Linked DNA regions of Pan troglodytes: all the other regions are linked to region 2. Evidence: chromatin contacts called from public HiChIP or PLAC-seq data. All regions are on one chromosome and are shown on one strand. Each heading gives the region's core, a stretch centred on a gene start, on an enhancer-like site or on the middle of the called end of the contact. The rest is flanking DNA. Distances are from core to core; before and after follow the strand shown.

Region 1 (3,326 bases), core at 284-2,783, 840 kb after region 2:
TGCAGCCTTGATCTCCCAGGGCTCAGGGTATTCTCCCACTTCAGCTTCCTGAGTAGCTGGAATCACAGGCATGCGCCACCATGCCTGACTAATTTTTTTTTTAATTTTTAGTAAAGGCGGGGTTTCACCATGTTGTCCAGGCTGGTCTTGAAATCCTGGGCTCAAATGATCCACCTGCCTCTGCCTCCCAAAGTGCTGGTATTACAGGTGTGACTCATCTTGCCTGGCCGTAACTTTTAAATTAATGAATGCCTGCTTGGACTAATTCAGCCACTAAGGAAATACTTTATTCATTAGCACTATTTATGAAGTATTATTGTGTGTGACTAAGGCTCTCTGCTAAGTGCTATATATCTCTATCATTACATTTTCACAACCCCAAAATACATTATTTCTCCCATTTTGCAAATGAGGAAACTGAGGCTTCAGAAAAGTGAATTAACTTGCCCAGATACAAGAGAGAGAAGTTACGAACTCAGGTCAATGCATTTATTTACACTAGCAGCTTTATTTGCCATTATTGGCTTCTTTGTTCATGAATATGAAAGTCATTATATGTAGCTTCTTTTTTTAAATATCTGGAGATACAACTTAAGCTTCTTTTCTTTTTTTTTTTTTTTTTTTGAGACGGAGTCTCACTGTCACCCAGGCTGGAGTGCAGTGGCGCGATCTGGGCTCACTGCAAGCTCCGCCTCCCGGGTTCACGCCATTCTCCTGCCTCAGCCTCCCCAGCAGCTGGGACTACAGGCGCCCGCCACCACACCCAGCTATTTTTTTGTATTTTTTTAGTAGAGGTGGGGTTTTACCGTGTTAGCCAGGACGGTCTCGATCTCCTGACCTCGTGATCCTCCCGCCTCGGCCTCCCAAATTGCTGGGATTACAGGCGTGAGCCACCGCGCCCGGCCAACTTAAGCTTATTTTCAAAACCACTCAATTTTGACATTACAAACTGGTTTTTGTTTTGTAGAAGGACATTCAGAATAAAGAGCAAAGAAACAATTATGTGCTGGGAAGGGCAGTAGGAGGGCTGGGTCCTAGTCTCCCTTTCTCTTTCGCTAAGCAGCTGTGTGGCTTTGGGCTAGTAACCTACCCTCCCACAAAAAAGGCTTCAAAAGAGAGCAAGCAGAGCTCAGTGGGCATTAAGACATGCGCAAATCCTTTCTTTTAGAGATTAGATGAGGTCGACTCAGTGGCTTGTAAAACTCAACGTGGCAGAGCTGTACAGCCAACTCATGATTCTTAGTGTCGTTTGTTTTGAGTCACACTACCCCTCCTTGAACAATCATTTACTGAGTGCTGACCGTATTAGGCATTCAGCAGCAGTGTGTTTCCCATTCAGTAACCTAGTATTGATTATTGGCTACTGTCCCTCCTAGCATTTTTCACTTGACCACTTTCTAAATGGCCTTTAGATTCAGAGTTCAAGTGGAAAAAGCCTAGTGTAAGCCTGGTGTCAGGCAGTGAGTGGCGTGACCCGGGTCGGCAGCTAGTCCTACGGTGGTGATCTAAGAGGGCAGTGACGCCTTCTGACCAAGGGAGTGACTGCCAGATAATCCGGGTGTATGGAGATCCAGAGAGGGGTGAGGCTGGGTTTACGGAGACTACACCTTTGGCTTTGCAGTAACCCCACTGCTAAGGCCATGGGAGGAAACTCTTCTGTGCAGGACGCCTATGCACTTGGCTTCTGCTGCGTAGCGACCGGGTGTCCAAGGCATCCTGCCAGGTCTCCTTCTCCACTCGGGTTTAGCCTCCCCCCCGAGTCTCCAGCTGCCTAGAGAGACGTTTCTAACTAGGAGATGGCTGGCCTGAAAGGGACACTCCCATCACCGTTGTTGGCCTAGAGTTCCCCGCTGCGGCCTTTTTCTTTTCCCCGCCCCTGGCCTGAGTCAGCGGCTCCAAGGCCGGCGAGGTCAAGCTCCTTTGGGGCGCCAGGGAAAAGGCCATGGCAGAGGTGCTGCCACGCGAAACCTTCTGGGCAGGCACCAGCCAATCATCAAGAGACATACAGGAGCCCCAGCCAACCAGCGCCCGTCTTATTACTGGGAACCGCCCGCTCGGGCCCTTCCTCTACATCCCCGTTCCCGATTCCTGTAGTAGCGGCTGTATTGCAGCCGCCTGCCGAACTGACCCGGGTCTGGGGACTGGCCCCTCTGGCGCCGTTCGGTTTCTCTTATTGCCTTCACTGAGGATGAGTCCCTTTGTGGCTCTATGTGGACCCTGCGGAATCCACCGGCGCAGTTTCATCTAGCGACTGGTGAGGGAGGGCTTGGCGCTGCCCGACCGTGCGGTGCGGCTTCCCTTCAGCCCGGGGGCAGGGGGAGAGTATTCGCCTTCTGGAGGGTGCGGGTGGCTGCGGACGGCGGCGCGGGGGGACCGTGGGGAGGGGACTCTGTGGCCCCGAGGCTGCCGGGCTTCGCGCGAGGCGGCGCGGGGAGGGCCGAGTGGCCAGGGTCCCTACCGCCCCCCTCAGCTAATGAATGGCCTGTCCCGGCGATGCGCTACGCTCCCGTCCTGCCGGACACGCCCTCCAGCGACATTGCATTCCTAGTTGTGATAGTTATGTAGTGTCACTTTCCTTCGAGCCTTGGATTTGAAGCCATTCCTGTGGGCGCTCATGTTCCTTATCCCCTTCCTGGAGTCACAAGTTTGAGTCCACCCTGGGGATACTGACTCTGGGGAAGCAGGTAGTGAAATCTGATAAGTGGACATTGATTGCTATGTAAAAAGGAACTGATTCTTTTTGGAGGGTGGGGGGTTGAGAGACAGAGAAGACAGGCCCTTTGTTTTTGTAACAGGCAGAGCTGTCTGGCTCAAAGAGTTTTAGTTCAGCTGCGAATTAGGTAACATAGGCCGTCCTTGACTCCTGTTTTCCAACGTAGTTCATAAAACTTGACTGTGTTAGCCAGAGATTCATGTAGCACCTTTTAACTTATGCCTCGAAGCAGGCCATTTGAAATTTATCAGAAATACTGAAAGGATATGACTTTTATGAGTAGTAGTGTTTCAGTGCCCATAAAGTGGTGTAAATCCACAGGCTTTCCAGCCCCCTCTTGATCATTTCTCTTTTTGTATTTTGAATTCCTTAACTTTTATTTGTTTTAGAAATTGAGGCAAGGTAGATGAGGACAAAACTGGTTTCTAAAAATAATTACATTTGCAAATATTTGCAGAAGCTTTAGTCAAACCAGAGTTTACTTCAAGAATTTTTTTAGGCCGGGCGCGGTGGCTCACGCCTGTAATCCCAGCTACTGGGGAGGCTGAGAATTGCTTGAACCCGGGAGGTGGAGGTTGCAGTGAGCCGAGATCGCGCCACTGCACTCCATCCT
Region 2 (3,552 bases), core at 77-2,576:
TGTGTCAATATTTAAGCATTCAATAGCCTCGGGTATTAAAGGTGGAAGATATGAAGAGTTGAAATCATCATCCTTCAAATAGATGAATTATTTGAGACCAAATAATAGTAAACTTTATTTTTTTAAGTGAGCTGTTGCTTCCATCTATAACTTCAAATTATTGTGATAGATATAATAATTTGTGCATCAACATAATAAACTTTAATCACCCCAAATACTGATTTTAGAAAAATTGTCAAGCTATTATCTTAAAATATATGACAGGATTTATTTATTTAGAATTTATTTATGGTTTAGGCTGGGCATGGTGGCTCACACCTGTAATCTCAGCACTTTGGGAGGCCAAGGTGGGCGGATCTACCAAAAACAGAAAAATTAGCCTGGCATGGTGGCGCGCGCGCCTGTAATCCCAGCTACTCGGGAGACTGAAGCAGGAGAATCACTTGAACCCAGGAGGCAGAGGTTGCAGTGAGCCGAGATCACGCCACTGCACTCCAGCCTTGGCGACAGAGCGAGACTCCGAAAAAAAATAAATAAATAAAAGCAGCTCCTTGTTTTTAAGAAGCCCTATTGTAATTCTACCCTGGTCTTATATTTTAATAGTTCTTCATTATAAGTATTTACATTATACCAGGTTCTTTACTGTGTCAAACTTTTCAAAACTATCTTCTGGTAGTAAACTTCTCCAACTTCTCTTAGTTTTTACTTTTGTGAAAGTGAATAGTGGAGCTGTACATACGTAATCATTCTCATCTTCCTTTTTTACCCCCTAAAAAATGGTTAGTCCTGATAGACTTCAGCCACACTCTTCTGCATTAGGTAACAAAGAACTTCCTTATATTTTTGCACCTGTTTCAATTTTGGAGCTATCCTGTCTAAGTTGAGAAGCAATGGCAAGTCAATTCTTGAAAATTTTGTCGCTTTACATAGAGGCTAACAAACGACCCTTGTTCATAAAGAGACCAAGATAAAGTGGGTTTGGGGCCGGGAATTCTGTTCTTGGATCTCCTGGGGACAAAGCCCACCTGTAACACTTGCCTCCATCATCTCCCTCCCTTCGAGCTAGCCAAAGGTGTGAACCCTGGGTCTGATTTTTATGGTCATTTCCAGGGATGCTAACGCGCCAAGTCACGCTCATAAGAAGCAGAGTGGGGCGATAGCTAGCCTCTCGCCGCCCACCTTTCTCAGCACTCTGGGCCAAAGCCTGGTTTTGAAAATGCGCGCCCCGCCCCGGCCTCCGGGGTCACGCGCCTTCTCGGTGGTGCACTCTCCGGCCGGCAGGTGGCGCTGTGAGCTGGTAGGCGGCGCCAGCCCTGCGATCTGGCACAGGCGCCTGCGCCGCAGCGGGGCTGCTGCTGGTTGGTTCGCACGTGGAACCTCTCCTGGTCCTGTTGACCCGGGCCCCTCGGAACCTCCAGCTTGGTCCGGTCTGGGACTGGACGCCTGCCATGGCGGCTTCTGCGGCGGAGACGCGCGTGTTTCTGGAGGTGCGGGGACAGCTGCAGAGCGCGCTTCTGATCCTGGGGTAAGAACTGGGATTCTAGGCGCAGTGCCCAGCTCGCTTTACTGCTGCCCGGGGGTCGGGGGCTGGTGAGTCTCTCTCTGTACGAGGGAGTTTGAGTTTCTTCTTTCCAGTTGCGTAGAGCCTCTCGATCACTCAAAGTGAAGCTTTCCCCTGTAGTCGCCTCCGCCACTCCCACCCCTACTGACAGTGTGGGTATCTTTGGGGAGCTTTTTAGAAATTCAGGGTCTCAGCTCCACACCAGGCTTATGGAATCAGAACCTATATTTTAACAAGATTTCCGGGAATCAAATGCACATTAAAATTTGAGGAACAGTGATGTAAAACACTGTTGGCAGTGCCCGGCGTTTCCAACAAAACAATGCAAAAAATGATTTGTCTGTCTCTCTTCGGGATCCTCCTTACTGGATCAGTTCCTATGTGAGCTTCTTGTTTTGTAAATAACCTCGGGTCTTTTCGTCCAAAACTGCTCTTTGCAGAGAAACCACACAATCATTCAATAAACGTAAGTTTAGTGAACCACTAAGAAAGGTTGTAGACTTCTTACTGGAGCTCGTTCATTTATTCATATTCTTCCTTCCAGTGAGAACGTCAAACTTGTTATTCGCTACACAAACAAATAACTTTTAGGAAAAATGTTCTCTATTTTGTTTGACAGCAGTTTTAATGATTTGTGGTCCCCTTGTCTATTCCTTTGTGATCGCTGTTTCAAAGAGAGTAAGTTAGAAGTTAAAATCCTGAGAATGGTATTACACAGTGCCACAGGTAGATTGATGCTTAATTTTTTCCTCTTCCCTAAATCTGCCAGATATCTGGTGTGGCAATTTGGAATATGGCGTGAGAACTGAGTTCAAATGCTAGCTTCCTCACAAAATTAGAATAATTTAATCTGAATTTCTTCAATCTTGAAATGGGAATAATAGTACTCTGAATGTATTTCTTTTTCTCTTTCAAAATTTATGAATTTGGACAAATATCTCCAATTCTGGTGCACCTTGTAGAGTAATTAGGAACCCAAACCCTACCAAAATAAAACAAAAACCACACACACACAACAAACCTTCCCTTCCTCTCACGCAGGGGCCTTTCACAGTTCCCTTGGACTACTCTCCTTTGTTTAGGCAAGGTACCCGGGTGGCTCATGCCTGTAATCCCAGCACATTGGGAGGCTGAGGCGGGCGGATCACGAGGTCAAGAGATCGAGACCATCCTGGCCAACATGGTGAAACCCTGTCTCTACTAAAAATACAAAAATTAGCTGGGTGTGGTGGCGCGCACCTTTAGTCAGTCCCAGCTACTCAGGAGGCTGAGGCAGGAGAATGGAGTGAACCCGGGAGGCGGAGGTTGCAGTGAGCTGAGATCGCGCCACTGCAGTTCAGCCTGGCAACAGAAAGAGACTCCGTCTCAAAAAATAAAAAATAAAAATAAAAAGAAAGAAACCTAATTTTGCTGGACTTAGTTTTGCCATTTCTTGAACTACTTATAAATGGATTCATACAATATATACTTTTTTGTTTCTGGCTGCATTCCTTCCATAATATTTTTCAGATTCATGTTCCATCTATGTGGCTGCATCTATCAGTAGTCCATTCCTTTTTCTTGCTAAGTTTTCCATTGTATGAATATACCACAATTCATTTATCTGTTCTCCTATTGCTGGATGTTTTTCTTGTTTCTGGAGTTTGCTTATTATGAATACAGCTGTCATAACACTGTTGTATAAATCTTTTTTTGGACATACATTTTCATTTCTTTTTAGGTAAGTACCTAAGAGTGAAATTTCTGGGTCATAGGATAGATGTGCATGTTACTTTGTGAGAAATTGCCAAACAGTTCTCCAAAGTGATTGTACCAGTTTGCACGTTCAACCAGAAAAAAAATGAGTTTCAACTGCTTTATATTTTGACTTACATTTAGTATTACCAGTCCTTTTAGTTTGAACCATTCTAGTGTGTGTAAAATAGTATCTTGTGGTTTTAATTTTCATTTTACCGATGACTAATAATGTTGAGTGCCTTTTCACTTGCTTT
Region 3 (3,418 bases), core at 46-2,545, 710 kb after region 2:
CGCGTTTCCCCGGAGCTGGGCTGGGACGGCGCCCGCTCCGAAGGCTCGGGAGGCTGGGCCCGGAGGGCGCGAGCCGGCGGAAGCGTCTGGAAAAAAAACTTTCCTCTCGTGGAACCGAGGGAGTGGCGCCGCAGCCGGAACTTGGCTAACCCCCTCGCCACCGGGCGCTTCCCTCAGGGGCCGACTCCCCCGCCCCTTCCCTCCAGAAAGTACGCACGGCGGGTCGGGACGCTCCGCTCCGCGCTCCTGCTCCCGCTCCTCTTCCTGCCGCCGCCCTGGTGCCACCTCTTCGCCTCTTGTTGGCGCCCCTCGCTGGATCCTCTGAGGGACCTGGGACAAGCAGGAGAGAGGCGTGAACAGCGGTGGCTGCCGCGGCTTCCGGAGTGCAAAAACCGGCCTTTTCGAGTCTAGTCGTCTCCAGTCTGTCCCAGAGACCTCCTTCCAAAAGCCCGCCCCGGCCTCGCCTCCCCAACCCCTCCAGTCACTTTTACTCCGGAGGGGGACGTGCATCCGACACCCAGACCGCAAAGTCTTCCTTCTTCCCTGGCCCACACTAAATAAACCCGACCGGCCTCCCGCCCTCCGCCTTTCCCGAGGAGACTCGTCTCCCGCGTCTAACTTACCGCTTAATCCCCAATTCCTTCCCTACCAAACTTCTCCCTCTCCCGTTCCTTCCTGCACCGCCTCGGCGGAAGGTCGGCCTCCGGGTGTCTCCGCCCCCGCCCAGACCTCTCCACCCGGTCCCGGTTAGGATGCGAGGGAAGTTTCAGGTTACAGGACTTTTTGATCTCTTTTTGTACCTTCTCGCATTAGCAGGAAGTGGAGCTACAACTGTCGCCCCCCAGCCCGCGCCCCGCCAGCCCCTCGGATCTCAAAGGGGTTCAAGTCATCTCCAAAGAGGAGGGGAGAGTCTGGGAACAAAGCAGCAGTGGGACTCGGGGTACAGTGGCAACCCGAACCAACGCTACTCTCCACCCGAGGATGGGGAGGGGCCCCAACGACGCCTCCCGGGTCTCTCCCAGGCCGCGAGCTCCCACTGCTCACCTCCGCGTCCGCCGCCTCCAGAACCAACTCTGAGTTCCACCAGAGTAGCGACGACTTCCCGGCTCCGCGTTGCGGGCGCCGACTCTCTTCGCACCCCAGTCCCTGGCCCAACCTCCCAACCTCCGCAGCTGGGAAAAACCAACCCGGGGGGCGGGGGAGGGCCAGGACTGTCGGGGAGACTCCCGCCGCGCGGCCAACCTCGGCAGCCGTAGGTAGGGGGATTTAAGAAGAGAGACTAGGGGAGCTGGGCTGCGCGCCTCCTCCTGGTGGAAATTAACGAGGAATGTGCCGGAAAAGGTGAGGGAATCCCTTTCTCTCCCCCCTCCCCGACATCCTTGGGTGGTTCCTCATTTTGCATACTGTATTTACCTTGGACTAGAGCAAAACCGCTGGTGAATCTCGTGGAATTCACCCTGATTCAGGCACCTTTGGCAGTGACGAGATAGATTTAGGCATGACAGAGCAGCGCGAAGCAGCAGCAGAAAGAAATGAGCTGAAAATCTACAGCGGCAGCAGCAAAGGCACGGCAGGTTGTATGGAAGCTTCAGAAGCTCTCCCCATCAAAGTGGTACCTGAGGCCGCAAACTTCAGATTTAGGTGTAATTAATGCCTTCCCGCCTGTCCCCCCCGCCCCCTCACTTCTTGGGTAGTGATGGAACTTGTGAAGAGAGCGCGCCAACTTTAAGAGAGAGAGAAAGAAAAAAAAAGATTAGTGGAGAGGAGATTCATTCCTGATTCATTAGCTTTTCTCTTACCAAAATTAAAAGCAGATGGAAGAGAAAGGCAGCCAAAGGCATCCCAGAAACAAAAGGCAAATAGCAAAGACTTGAGTCACCCGGAAAGCGGACCCGCCCCCCTCCCCAGATGTAGCGCGGTGTGTCAAGTCACTTCTGTGGAGAAAGTTCCAAGGATGAGGAGTGGGGATTGCAGGAGCTGACCTGGGAGAGAAGTTTGGTTTCAAAGTCGATTGTCCCAGGGGGCATCTGGCAGATGGTGATGGAGAGGATGGGGTTGGGGAGAGGGACAAATTGAATGGTTGGTTACCGGAAGGATCTGTTATTATACCAGAGAGGTTTTGGGTTCTGAAAGCCCTATCGTTGCTCTCTGTAACTCCACATCCCCTTTGTCCCAATTAAATAATTTCCCCGAAGGGATAAGAAGGTTCTTCCAGGCTTCTTCATTTTAGAGAGAAAATGGCAATTAGGGAAAACATGGTTCGGAAATTTAAGACCTGGTCGTATTAAAAAAGATCAAATAAGGATCCTGAGGCTTGTGCCTGGGACATGTGCCTTTAGTGTGAAGAAAGACCCCAACTCTCGAACGGATGCCTGATTACTTTTATAGAAACAGATAGTCTGCAAAGCCGACAGCAAAAATGGCTCAGACAAAAGCTGAAAACACTGGAAACTGCAGAGATTTGTGCATAAAAGCTGGTTTCATTAATTTGCATCTTCAGCACGTTTATCTACATCTCTTTTCTTATTTTTAAAAGTGTTTTGCAACATGAATGTAAAACACTTTGAAAAAGAATCTCTAAAGCTGTAGTCATGTTCTGTATCCGGATTGTGGTGGTGGTTACATAAACCTATACAACGTGTTATAACTCATAGAACTTTGTAAACCAAAAGAGTCAATTTTACTGTATGATAAGTTTAAAAATAAAATTAATTACTCATTGGAAAAAACCTGTAATAATGCTCTGGCATGATATTAACTCTGGTCCTGATCTGAAGACCAACTGCTTTGTTAGGAGAGTGAGATACACTTTAGAATTTAGAAACATAATATATACACTCATCTGATTTTCAAGACAACTCAGAGGCAAGATAAATATTGTTAGTATTATTGCTTGTTGCTATTATTGTTGTTGTTCTGTTGTACAAATGAAAAAATTGGGGCTTTAAGTTAGCTTGACTGAGTGTCTTCCACTTGCCAAGCACTGTGCTGATCACAGATATTATCTCATTGACTCTCACATCGGTACTCAAGTTAGGTCCTCTCACTCCAGTTTTACAGACAAGAAAATTGACGCAAAAATAAATTACATAACTTGTTCAAATGAGTGATGGAGGTGGGAACCAGGCCCAGATTTGCCTGCCTCCCATATAGTACATCCCACATTCTGCCTTTAGGCAAGATTAAGGAGTTTGTGCAAAGTTCTACTCTGTTCCACTTAGGCAGAACGTAAACCTCACCTCTTGTTCCCTTTTTACTTCTTCTGCCTCCACCTTCCTGCAGCTGGCAATTGCTTATGGCTGCTGAATAGGGACCCAGAAATTTAGGGTCATTTCTAGCTCTGACACTTGCCTGTTGTGTGTCTTCTATAATAGGACCACTAATGAAATTTGAAGATATTTCCATGAAAATTGAGATA

What was found. HiChIP or PLAC-seq counts read pairs in DNA pulled down with a chosen protein or histone mark.
Region 1: a contact with region 2 is called in an H3K4me3 HiChIP or PLAC-seq map of stem cell-derived excitatory neurons, with 17 times the contacts expected there. The contact joins the promoter of IBTK here to the promoter of UBE3D in region 2. A contact is called at or near these places in 4 of 7 Hi-C or Micro-C datasets (blood, induced pluripotent stem cells and stem cell-derived neural progenitor cells), 1 of 1 datasets of contacts at active chromatin or transcription factors (stem cell-derived excitatory neurons) and 1 of 1 other capture datasets (stem cell-derived neural stem cells).
Region 3: a contact with region 2 is called in an H3K4me3 HiChIP or PLAC-seq map of stem cell-derived excitatory neurons, with 7 times the contacts expected there. The contact joins the promoter of TPBG here to the promoter of UBE3D in region 2. A contact is called at or near these places in 3 of 7 Hi-C or Micro-C datasets (induced pluripotent stem cells and stem cell-derived neural progenitor cells) and 1 of 1 datasets of contacts at active chromatin or transcription factors (stem cell-derived excitatory neurons).

Annotation. Positions count from the first base shown.
Region 1 is chr5:94,252,839-94,256,164 of NHGRI_mPanTro3-v2.0_pri, reverse strand. IBTK (inhibitor of Bruton tyrosine kinase) reads left to right here and starts at 1,533. Exons shown (of 30, transcript XM_054686080.2): 1 at 1,533-2,254.
Region 2 is chr5:95,090,149-95,093,700 of NHGRI_mPanTro3-v2.0_pri, reverse strand. It overlaps UBE3D (ubiquitin protein ligase E3D), which reads left to right and starts at 1,326. Exons shown (of 11, transcript XR_010158087.1): 1 at 1,326-1,525.
Region 3 is chr5:94,380,167-94,383,584 of NHGRI_mPanTro3-v2.0_pri, reverse strand. TPBG (trophoblast glycoprotein) reads right to left here and starts at 1,295. Exons shown (of 2, transcript XM_016955911.4): 1 at 1,045-1,295; 2 at 1-330.